2 separate regions of the Oryctolagus cuniculus genome follow, and region 2 is linked to region 1. The links are chromatin contacts, called in public Micro-C maps. All regions are on one chromosome and are shown on one strand. The core of a region is the stretch at or near the end of the contact, and the rest is flanking DNA. Distances in the headings are between cores, read along the strand shown.

Region 1 (5,150 bases), core at 1,011-3,510:
TGCCCAGCGAATGATTCATTCCATCAGCTCCCCAAGACTGCTTCTTGGGTGCCCTCTTGGTGATGACTTCTCATTTTGAATAAATCTGAGATGGGGATTCTTTGGATCAGCAAGCACCATACAGCGACTGTGGGGAAGAGCCTCTGGTCCTCCTGTCACAGATGCCCAAGCATCTGTGTGTGTGCCCTGAGTCAGCTCCTTGAGGATGTTGGGTTAATCTCGCCCAGTTCATCAATCACTTTCTCCCCAGATGTTAATTCCTTTTCGCAGAATATGTTGGCAATGCTGACAAATGCTTCCTTATTAGTCTTAGTGTGGTGAACAAAATGTAGAAATCCTCTATTAGGATTTTAATCAAGAGGCTGCTTTGCTTGTTTGTGGAACTCCCAGGTATTTGGTAATTTTACCCTCGTTGCTGTATACCAGTATGTACTTTAAACGTCTGGGAGTGGGCGTGTGGCAGAGTGGTTAAGATGCTGCTGGGAGTGCCCTTATCCGAGTGTCTGCGTTTGAGTCCAAGCTCTGCTTCCAAATCCAGCTTCCTGTTAATGTGCACCTCTGGGAGGCAGCAGGTGATGGCCCAGGTGCTTGCGTCCCCGAAGTACACTTGAGAGATGAAAGTTGACTTCCAGACTCTTGACGCTGGCCTAGCCCAGCTCTGATTGTTGCAGGCATTTGGAGAGTGAACCAACAGACAGAGTCTCTCTCTTTCTCTCTCTCTTTCTATCTCCCTTTCAAATAATTAAAAATAAATGCAAACATTTTAAACATGGCAATTGCTCCTGAGTTCCAAGGGAAAGCCTAGCAAGCTTCCGCCTGGGGCGCGGCTCACTGCCTGAAAGGTACTGGATTTCCTGGGCTCTGACTTCCGCCTGGCATCTCCCAGGGGCCTCGCTAACCTCTGCAGCCCTCTCTTCCCACTCGGGGGTTGTCTCTTCTGGAATCCTCTGGATTTATTGGAGGGGAATTCCTAATTGCCTTTCATTTATCACTCTGCTGACATTGTTTCTATTTCTGATACATGTTTATTGGCCTCAAGAGGGCAAGACCAAAACATCAAACTAAAATAAATGAAAATAAAACGTAGTTTAATTCTTCAAGTCCCTGAACCTGCTCCCTCACCTGCAGTCACTTGAAAGTAATTAGGGAATCTTTTATTGCTGTGGCTTTTTCCAGGCCCTGCTTCTTGCACTATGCTCTAGAGGCTTCTCAGTGCACTTTTACACCCTCTCGGTGCTGTCTCAGAACCTCCTCCCTCTTCCTTCTTTCTTGTGGTCTGTCTTCCAGAGTTGGGAGCCTTGTGTCTCTCCCGTGGCTATTTAGTCATTCTCTTCCACGTGATGCCGCTTCGCTTATTCGTCTGAGCAGTGGATTCATTTCCTGGACACAGGGGACTTTTAAGAATCTTTAATTTGCTTTATTATCCACTTTGCCCGGGCCACCAGTCCTTTGTAATGGTATCTGGTTCTTCTAATCCTGTTTAGCATCCCCTCGCTGCCCCCGCCCCCACTCTCAGCTGCAGCACTGCCTTTCCTTCCTTTCTCTCCAAGCTTTTAGCATCGTGGGTGATTAAGGCCCGGCTTCCTTTCTCTGCCAATTGACTTTCAGGATGAAAGTGAAAAACAAACAAGTTCATTTGGGGCTCACTGAAAAGCTTTGTCCCTCGTGCTGATATTCATGTGTGATAAACACATCGATTTGAAAAATAAGTTCTTATTTTCACAAAACAATCACACTTCAATCCACTCCTGGGTATCGAACGCTTTGCCCTGCTAGGTAATCTTGGTAGTCATTGAAATGGTCTTTAAACATGTACATGTTTTCCTCTTAGAAAGTCATTGCCTTTGCATGAATACTTTGCTCATGGTGTCAAATCACCTACACTTGCTCATCAATACCGCCTTGAGTATTTCTTCTAATGTCTCCAGTGGAAACATTTTGCTTCGCAATCCAAGCTTAAACTCTCATCATTTTGTGGGCACGGGGTTGGGGGTGGGGCGCGGAGGGAAGATGAGTTTTTCTAACTGTGCAGGCATTCTTGTCTGGAATTGCTAATATTCACGGGACAACCTCTAAGCTGCACAAATAGAAACGTCGGCCTTAGAATTCGCCCCTCCGAGGTGTGAAGGGGTTAAATTAGGAGCCGCAGCAACAACACAAAAAAGCTCCGAGAAGCTCTAAGAAGCCGGCATTCCTAAGGCAGCGTCTCGCCCCGGGAGCCCCTGGCCCGGCCGGCTCAGCTCGCGGCCCCGGTTCCTCCCATTGTAATGCATTCTGTATTCCTTCCTGCGCCTCTGCCTGGGCTAATTGTCGTCTTCCCACACTCCGGGGTTGTCATTTCCTCCAGTTGCCACCTTCTCCCTATGGCAGCACCTCCGGGGCTCTTTCTGAGCGCGCTTCAGCTCCGCACCGGCTCGCGGTGACCCCGGAGCCCGGCTTCCCGCGCTGGCCCGAGCCTGCCCATCGCTCCAGTCCATTCCTCTGAGGCAGCTGCGTGCAAGCCCGCCCACTGGAGGCCACTGTCACCCAGGGCCCGTGTGCACGCTGCCCGCCGCCCTGGGCCGGGAACGGTCCCAGCAGCGCCGTTGGGGGAAGCGGCCAGGACTTGTCCTCTGTCCCCCTCATCACCCTGACGCCCAAGCAGCATTTGGCTTCACGTAACCCTCATTTTGATCTTCTGGAGAAAACCCAGCAAGGGAAATTCTCCTGAATTTTCTACAATCACCAACCATGCTTACAAAAAAAAAAAAATACCATTAATTGGGGAATGTGAAGGGAGGGAAGATGACACAATCACACTAGCTCTAGGCTGCCAAGCTGTTTCATTTCAGCCGTGCAGAAGTGATTCTTGGGCTAAGGAAGCAGAGTACAGGCCTTTGTTTTAGGACCTGGGTTCTGATTACACCTGACAGGGCTGAAACTTGACTCCCACCGGGCTCCGGGGCGCCTTATCAGCCACCAGCCGTGCTACAGCAGGGCTGGGACCCAACTTGTCACTTTGATTCCTTTTGTATACTGCTTAGGATGGCAACAAAATCCAAAAACACAAAGTTCTTTCTTTCTCCCTAGAAATTAGCTCCCCGGGGGAGTTCTCCTGACCATCTTTTTAATTTTTGTAGGGGTCTGTGTGTTTTCTTCTCAAGGTCTTGTGGAGGTTCTCATAGTTTAAGGATATTCACATTTAATAAAACGTCTGCCCGAGAAAAAGACCTGTGGAACCTGAGCCGTGGTGGCGGTTTTGTGGTATTTGGATTCGTGTCTATGAAAATATTTGTACCCACATGACAGATTGTTCGGCGCGTTCATCCCAGACCGAAAACCTAAAAATAATTCACACACACAAGATCATCATTAAGTTTTTTTTTCCTCCCCCGCAGTCATCCAGCATGAGTAATGGTAAAAACAACAGCCAAAACAGTAAGATTACTGTGTTGAGTGCTTCATGCATTGTCAGGTAGGTACAAACACTTCAAGCAGTGCCGAAAATACTTTCGCTCTCTGAATAATGCATACCCGAAGTCTAACTCACCTGGACTCCTTACCAAGTGTACATATTTTCTAAAAAACAAAATCATGCTGTAGTTGGAGAAAGCTCTGTGGAGTGACCTGCCTGGGACTGGATGGGGAAGGAGCCAAATCAAACACTCAGCCAACAGCCTGGTCATTAATCCAAAAATGACTTTTTCTCTGCAGGTTAATTTCATTTTTTAAGTCAATGCTCCACTCTCTACTCTAGTGGGTGGGGAGATATGTCATGGAAACAACCCAACAGGAGAAGAGAGGTGTGAATTCATCCTGGACTGGGAAGTAAGAGTTTCTGGGAGGCTTATTTGTGTTGCACACCTTGGCCGTGCTCCGCGGGAGCTGGGCTCTCCATTTATTGTCCTGCTAGAGCACAGAGGGGCTGTTTTGTTGTTGCTGCTGTTGTTGTTTTGTTGCTTTTCTGAAGGAACTCTGGCCCCTGCCCGTGCATACCCCTGCCTCTGCCTCTTGGTAGAGGTTGCTCCTAGCAGTTGCCAGCCCGGACTGGGAACCTTTGTTTTCACAAGAGGATGCCCAGGCTCCTAGGTGGAGCTACGCAACGAATCAGGAAAACAGAGTCAGGACACGGCGGGTGTCTGCCGCGTGATGTATCTCAGATCTCGCGGAAGCTTGACTGGAGGAAAGAACAGTTGGGGAGGATGCGGTCCATCTTTCTCCCGCAGACTTGAGCTTTAGCCCTGGATCAAATCTGGTCACTGAAGAGCCTCACATCTGAACTGTGTCCCTTTGTCCAGGACCTCACTCTGACACTTGACTGAATGAAGGCTGCCTGAGCGACACCGTAAGCAGCAGCTGGTGGGAACTCACTGGCTCCCAGCGGCACGCACGACCTCAGTGTCCTTTTGGAGAAGGCGCGGGAGAAACTTTGTTCAGGTCTTGAGGCTCCTGAGCCCCTGAAACGCATCTGTAAAACCTGTGGATCCTATCGCCAGTCTGCTTCCTCACGGCTCAGAGCCAAATTTGTGGTTCCTCTTTAGCTTGAGTTCATAGGGTTGGCAATTCTGTGTGGTGGCTTTGCTTCTGGCTTCACTTCACCACCCCATCCTTGTCTCTTTGCTTTGTTTCTTCTATTTTGTGCACTTTTATTTATTATATTGCATGATTTTGATAGTCACCTAAGAAGCTTGTTGAAAAGAGGATGCATTGCATTAATAAATCATTTTTATGACATTTTCTGAGCACATAGCAATAACAATATCCTCTGGGGGCAGGCACTGTGGTGTAGCCAGTGGCACCATCTCTTGGGACAACAGCATCCCATTTAGGAGCACTGGTTCTAATCTGGGCTACTCCACTTCCGAGGCAGCTCCCCACTAATGGGCCTGGGAAACAGCAGAAAACGGCTCAAGTACTTGGGTTCCTACCACTCATGTGGGAGACCAGGATGGAGGTCCTGGCTCCCGGCTTCAACGTGGTCCAACCCCTGCTGTTGCAGCCATATGGAGAGGAACCTGCAGATGGAAGATCACTCTCTGTCTTTCATTCCCTGCCTCCCCTGCCCACCGTGCCACTCTGCTGTTCAAATGAACAAATAAATAAATAAATCTTTTTTTTTTTTTTTAACAGGCAGAGTGGACAGTGAGAGAGAGAAACGGGGAGAAAGGTTT
Region 2 (5,244 bases), core at 831-3,330, 71 kb after region 1:
GCCTGTCAAGCTCTTAGCCACTCTTTCTAAGTCAAGGGCAGCACCAGTCCAGGGAGCCTACCTGTCCTTGGGCAGCCCTCGCCTGCTTCCAGGATTGCTTCCCCGCTCCCAGGCATTTAATCATGGTGAAGAATCTCAGAGAGGACTGAAAGTGCCCTGCCATGTCCCTCATGCCTGGCACATTGCAAATCCTCAATAAATGTTTGTGGTAGGAATAAAAATAGGATCGGCCTCGTGGGACAATGCTGCAGCCTCCTATGCAGACGGCCATGGAAGCAGGGTTGAGAGGAAGAGCACCTGTTGTGCGTGTCCCTGTGGAGCTGGGTTCCCACCTCCACTGCTCACATGGAACACGTGCCCTCACAATCACTCCAGTCACCTCAGGTCACAGGATATCTGGGAGGTTCTGCCTTAGGCATGACGTTTTTGCAGCCATTACATTTGGTTCCATCAGTTACCACCAAGGTGAGGGAAGATTATGCTTTAAAAAAAAATGTGTAGAATTTTTATTCCTGGACCCACTTGTCTTTCTCTCAATATTCCTTCAAAAAACACAGAGGGGGTCCATTCTGTATCAGAAAGATACCTAGGAAATGCAGAATTGTGGAACTTGAAATCTAATTCGAATAAACAAACACGACCAGGTAAACATGGCACCAGAACTCCAAATGCCCAAAGGATAATATCCTATGTGCCACAGGATGTCAAATAGGATGATCGGTTTTCAGTGCGAGAACAGGAAGGCTTCAGAACATTTCAACAGCAGAATGGTTAGGTGTCAATGCCTACTGCAATTCTAACATGACAGTACTATAGCATCTGCGAAGTGTGTTTCATCATTAACCCAGTATACAGTTATGCTCTGATTTCTCGTTTATCTGTTGTTCCTTATCCTCTAAAATCATGATCCTGAACCACTTTCACCAAGAAGTATTTATTGATTAAAAAAAAAAAAAGCCAAGTCAGCGTGTCAGGATGATTCAGAGTACATGCTGGGACATCGTCAGGGAATTCAGTGTGGATATTGCCCTTTATTCTTTAGTTTTTTTTTTTTGCCAAACACAACCACCTGTTCCTTATTCCAGATTTTTGACGTTCTCTCAGTTAATAACTGTGTGTATTCTATTGTAAAAATGAACTGCTACCTTCCTCTGAGAATGTTTTCAAATATCACACTCACTCTGATATTGAAGAGGAGTGCAGTATGGCAAGTGTTTCACATATTTTGAAAAGATTTAAGGGGAGAAGGAGGTTGAGGGACTTCTCCAAGTTCCTGTCCCACAAATGTTCCCACTTATCGGCTCATATTCGTGGAATACTCGCTGAAGATTGTCCTTGGGAAAGTGTTTCCAATATATACAGTACTCTACTCAATACGAACTCTGTCCTCCCCACTTCCCACCTATGATGAGACCCCACCGGACGAATGGTTTAATTTGGTCATCTGTTTGCCCCCCACCCTGGCCCTCTACCCCGAGTCCCATGCTCAGGAGCATTTAATGGTAAAAACGGAGAACCACACTGCGGGTGTTGGGCGCCTTCCAGGTGCCAGGAACTGTGCATAACAACTAATCTTTTGAGGAATTTGCTTTTCTCAAAATAAGAATCCATTTTAGACATTTCAAATTTGGCATAAAATTTATCAGCTGAGACAGTTTTAAAGTTTGGCCCCAAATGCACTTTCTTCGGTTTCGAAAACGAGAAGGGTGGGGTACGAAGGTCGACGAAGTGAGTTGAAGACCAGAATCCTGCCTGCAGAGACTTCAGTGTCTACCCGACCCACGTCCAGTTTAACAAGGGTTGAGGACCTGCTCCCTGCTGGAAGGTGTAAATGGTGACTTTTCCCCAGAGTCGCCCCGCCTGCCCCGCCACCAGCCGCCCAGACGGCCCGACGCGTCGCCAGCCGCAGAGAACAGGGTCGGGCCGGGCGCCGCTGACAGCCGAGCCCCCGCCCGCGAGCCACCGCCCCCACCTGCAGGGGACGCCCGGGCCCCGCCCCCGGCAGCGCGGGCCAATGGGCTGGGCCCCGGGGGGCGGGCCGCGGCGGGCGGGAGGCGGGGGCGGGGCGTGCGCGGCCAGCGCGGTCGTGGCGGTGGCTGCAGGGGCGGCGGCGGTTTGGCCGGGGTGTCCGCGGGCCGTGCGTGGGGGATGGGGGTGGCGGGCTCCAGCCCTCGGCGGCGGCGGCGGCGGCCGTGAGCGCAGGGCAGGCGTCCGCGTCCGGGACGCGGGATCGAGCGCCATGGTGAGTGTGCGGCGGAGGCGCTCGCTCCGGGCTGAGGTCGCCCTCGGCGGCTACCCGCGAGTTCCCGTCTGGGGTTCGGGCCGCGCGCGCGCTGCTGCCCCGAGCTGAGACGGCTGCGGGCTGCGGGCTGTGCTGGGGGCCGGGGTCCTCGACGAGGGGCGCGTGGGGCGAGGCGGGCGTGGAGGAACTTGAGGGACGCTCCAGGCGTCGGCGCCGGCCGCGGGGAGAGGCTGCTGGGGCGGACTCCCCTCAGCCTGCCGCCCCTCACCTCTGGCTGGCCGGCCGCCGGCCGCGCTCCCCTGCGGCGTCCAGGGGCGCAGCTCCCCTGTCCCCCGCTGGTTTCCTTCGCCGAGTCTCACGTCGGTCTTCCTCACCGGAGACCTCTTTGGGGACTTTGATGATGTTGTCTGAAGTTGCAGTCTGACATACGCCAAGGCTGGGGTGGGGGTGGGGGACAAAACAAAAAACAGATCTTTCTTGGTCCATTTTTATTTATTTTTATTACACTCCACCTCACCTAGGCCTTGGCTATTGATTACTTTGGGGGCTGCGGGAGGGGGTGGGGATGAGACTTAAAGGTGCAAGACCAAAACCCCTCCCTTCCTTTCCGGTGCTAGTGTCCCCCGCGTGCGCCCCTCACCGCTCCCAACCCTCCCCCAGCCCCCTTCCCCACCACGGCTCTAGACGGAGTCGGGTGCTCTACAGAACAGGAGTTCTGCGGAGTTTCTCCCTGTGAGTCTGTTTCCTTGGACGTCCCCGGGCTGGTGTTGACACCCGCCGTCCCAGGACAGGCCTGCTGCCCCAAACCGTGGCCGAGCGCGCTCTCTGACCCTCCTGACTGTGTAGCGTTGACCTCGCGTTTTCTCCACTAACCCTCTTCAGAGCCCGGGGCTTGGGGTCTTTGATATCCTGCGTTCTAAGGTGGATGTTTTTGGACGCGGTTGTTAGGACGTGTTGGGAGCTGACAGCCAGGAAGGTTTTGTTCTACATCTGCCTTTCTCTTTCCTGTCCTTTGGGCACCAGCTTCACCTCCTACTCGGTTTGAGCAAGTGAATTCCCTGTTCAGGAAGAAAGTGAATGTGTAGAATGAGTAAACAAAGCATAGTAAATTGTGGGAGTCTTGGGGGTTTAGGTCTTTTCCGCAGTGATTTCTGTAGGCAGTTTGCTAGAAGTGCTGCCTGGCAAGTTAGAAGCTGTCACCCTTACGCCTCATATACAGTGCATTTTGCACGTGGTCTCATGGTTTTGAATAGGTTAAGACTGAACTTGAAGTCAGTACGATACGCCTGGGTAGAAAATATTTCAGTCCCCAGATTGGCAGGAGATAGAACTTAGCTAACACGAAGTAACTACTGGTCTGCAAGTGAGTGGTGGCCGGTCATTCCTGATCCCCAGTCCCGAAAATAGAACAGCCACCTAATTATCAGCTCCTTCTCTCCCAGTGTTAAAGCCCTTGACCTAGGAATGTGAGTTTTTACAGCAACTGCTGTTGGTTCCACAGGGTTGGTACTAAATGGAATAAAGCTAATGACCAGAAAATAATCTTTCCATCTGTTGGGTAGCAGTAGACGGTACTGAGTTAGAAAGACCCAAACTGTAACATTGTGGGTTCTCCAGGAGACGTTGGTTGAATGTCCTATGGGAAAGTAGAGGGATAATTTCAGTGGAGGGAATGAAAAGGGTGTTGGAAGCCATGTTTTGTGTGAGCTTGAAGGTAAGAGACTGATTTCAGAAAGTGTAGAAGATGGGGCTGGTGCTGTGGCATAGTGGGTAAAGCCAGAATCCCATATGGTTGCTGGTTGGAATCCCAGCTGCCCCTCTTCCCATCCAGCTCTCTGCTAATGTGCCTGGGAAAGCAGTGAAAGATGGCCCAAGTGCTTGAGTCCCTGCACCCATGAGGGAGACCTAAAAGTAGCTGCTGGCTCCTGACTCTTCCCCTGGCCATTGTAGCCACTTGGGGAGTGAAGCAGCGGCTGGAAGATCTCGCTCATCTCTGTTTTTCTCTCTCTAACTCTGCCTTTCTTTCAAAATAAATAAATCTTAAAAAAAAAAAAAAAGCAAGCAAGCATAGAAGATAGAAGGGCCTTTCGGGATAGAATTGCTGTTTATCTCTAATGCATGCTGGGATGTCCCTGATCTCACTTTCTGCTTTTCTGTTCTGAAGCTTTACAGGCTGTTTTTCTTGTTCTCACTCTCCTCCAGCGTGGTGATGAACCACAGCGAGGAAAGGCATGTTCCAATGCAAAGAAACAAGAACATTCAAAAGGAAGGTTAGGAGTATCTGTGATTGCTGGCGCCGCGGCTCACTAGGCTACCGGCACACCGGGTTCTAGTCCCGGTCGGGGTGCCGGATTCTATCCTGGTTGCCCCTCTTCCAGGCCAGCTCTGTGCTGTGGCCAGGGAGGGCAGTGGAGGATGGCCCAAGTGCTTGGGCCCTGCACCCCATGGGAGACCAGGATAAGTACCTGGCTCCTGCCATCAGATCAGCGCGGTGCGCCAACCATGGTGGCCGTTGGAGGGTGAACCAACGGCAAAGGAAGACCTTTCTCTCTGTCTCTCTCTCTCACTGTCCACTCTGCCTGTCAAAAAAAAAAAAAAAAAAAAAAAAAAGGAGTATGTGTGATAAGGATTTTTGTAGAGGGTTGCATTTTACTGTCCTTGTTACTACTCTGATAAGAAAAAGAACCACCTTGTTCCAAGAGCGGATATTGGAGGATACCGCCTCCCTAGATTAAGACTGTTTCTTAAAAAATGTTTCAGTATTTGCCATTGAGGAAGTTTTCAGATACCATAATCTTTTTTTAAGAAAGAGGTAGGAGATTTAATATTTTGCAAAATATTAAACGGAGCTAAGTTGAGTTTGAAGGACCATGGGCGCCTCCCACAATTTTGCTTGTAATTCATTGATCTGATACTTGTTGAGCACCAGCATGATGTCATATTTTGTGATTTAGTGAGTTAGATTTGTGTGTGGCTGACTTCTAAAGGACATTCCCAGGATG

What was found. Hi-C and Micro-C count contacts between places; a contact is called where the count stands out from the background.
Region 2: a contact with region 1 is called in a Micro-C map of ear pinna, with 4 times the contacts expected there. The contact joins the promoter of ARHGAP29 here to the enhancer-like site in region 1. A contact is called at or near these places in 5 of 6 Hi-C or Micro-C datasets (ear pinna, embryonic fibroblasts, psoas muscle and 2 more).

Annotation. Positions count from the first base shown.
Region 1 is chr7:76,344,876-76,350,025 of mOryCun1.1, forward strand. No RefSeq gene overlaps it. Among named protein-coding and RNA genes, the nearest start is that of ARHGAP29, 70 kb to the right of the region's middle. Within about 2 kb of position 2,261, at least 4 of the 8 cell types and tissues checked have an H3K27ac peak or open chromatin away from gene starts, as enhancers often do. A contact at or near this core is called in ear pinna, where this site is marked.
Region 2 is chr7:76,415,595-76,420,838 of mOryCun1.1, forward strand. ARHGAP29 (Rho GTPase activating protein 29) reads left to right here and starts at 2,081. Exons shown (of 23, transcript XM_051857470.2): 1 at 2,081-2,242.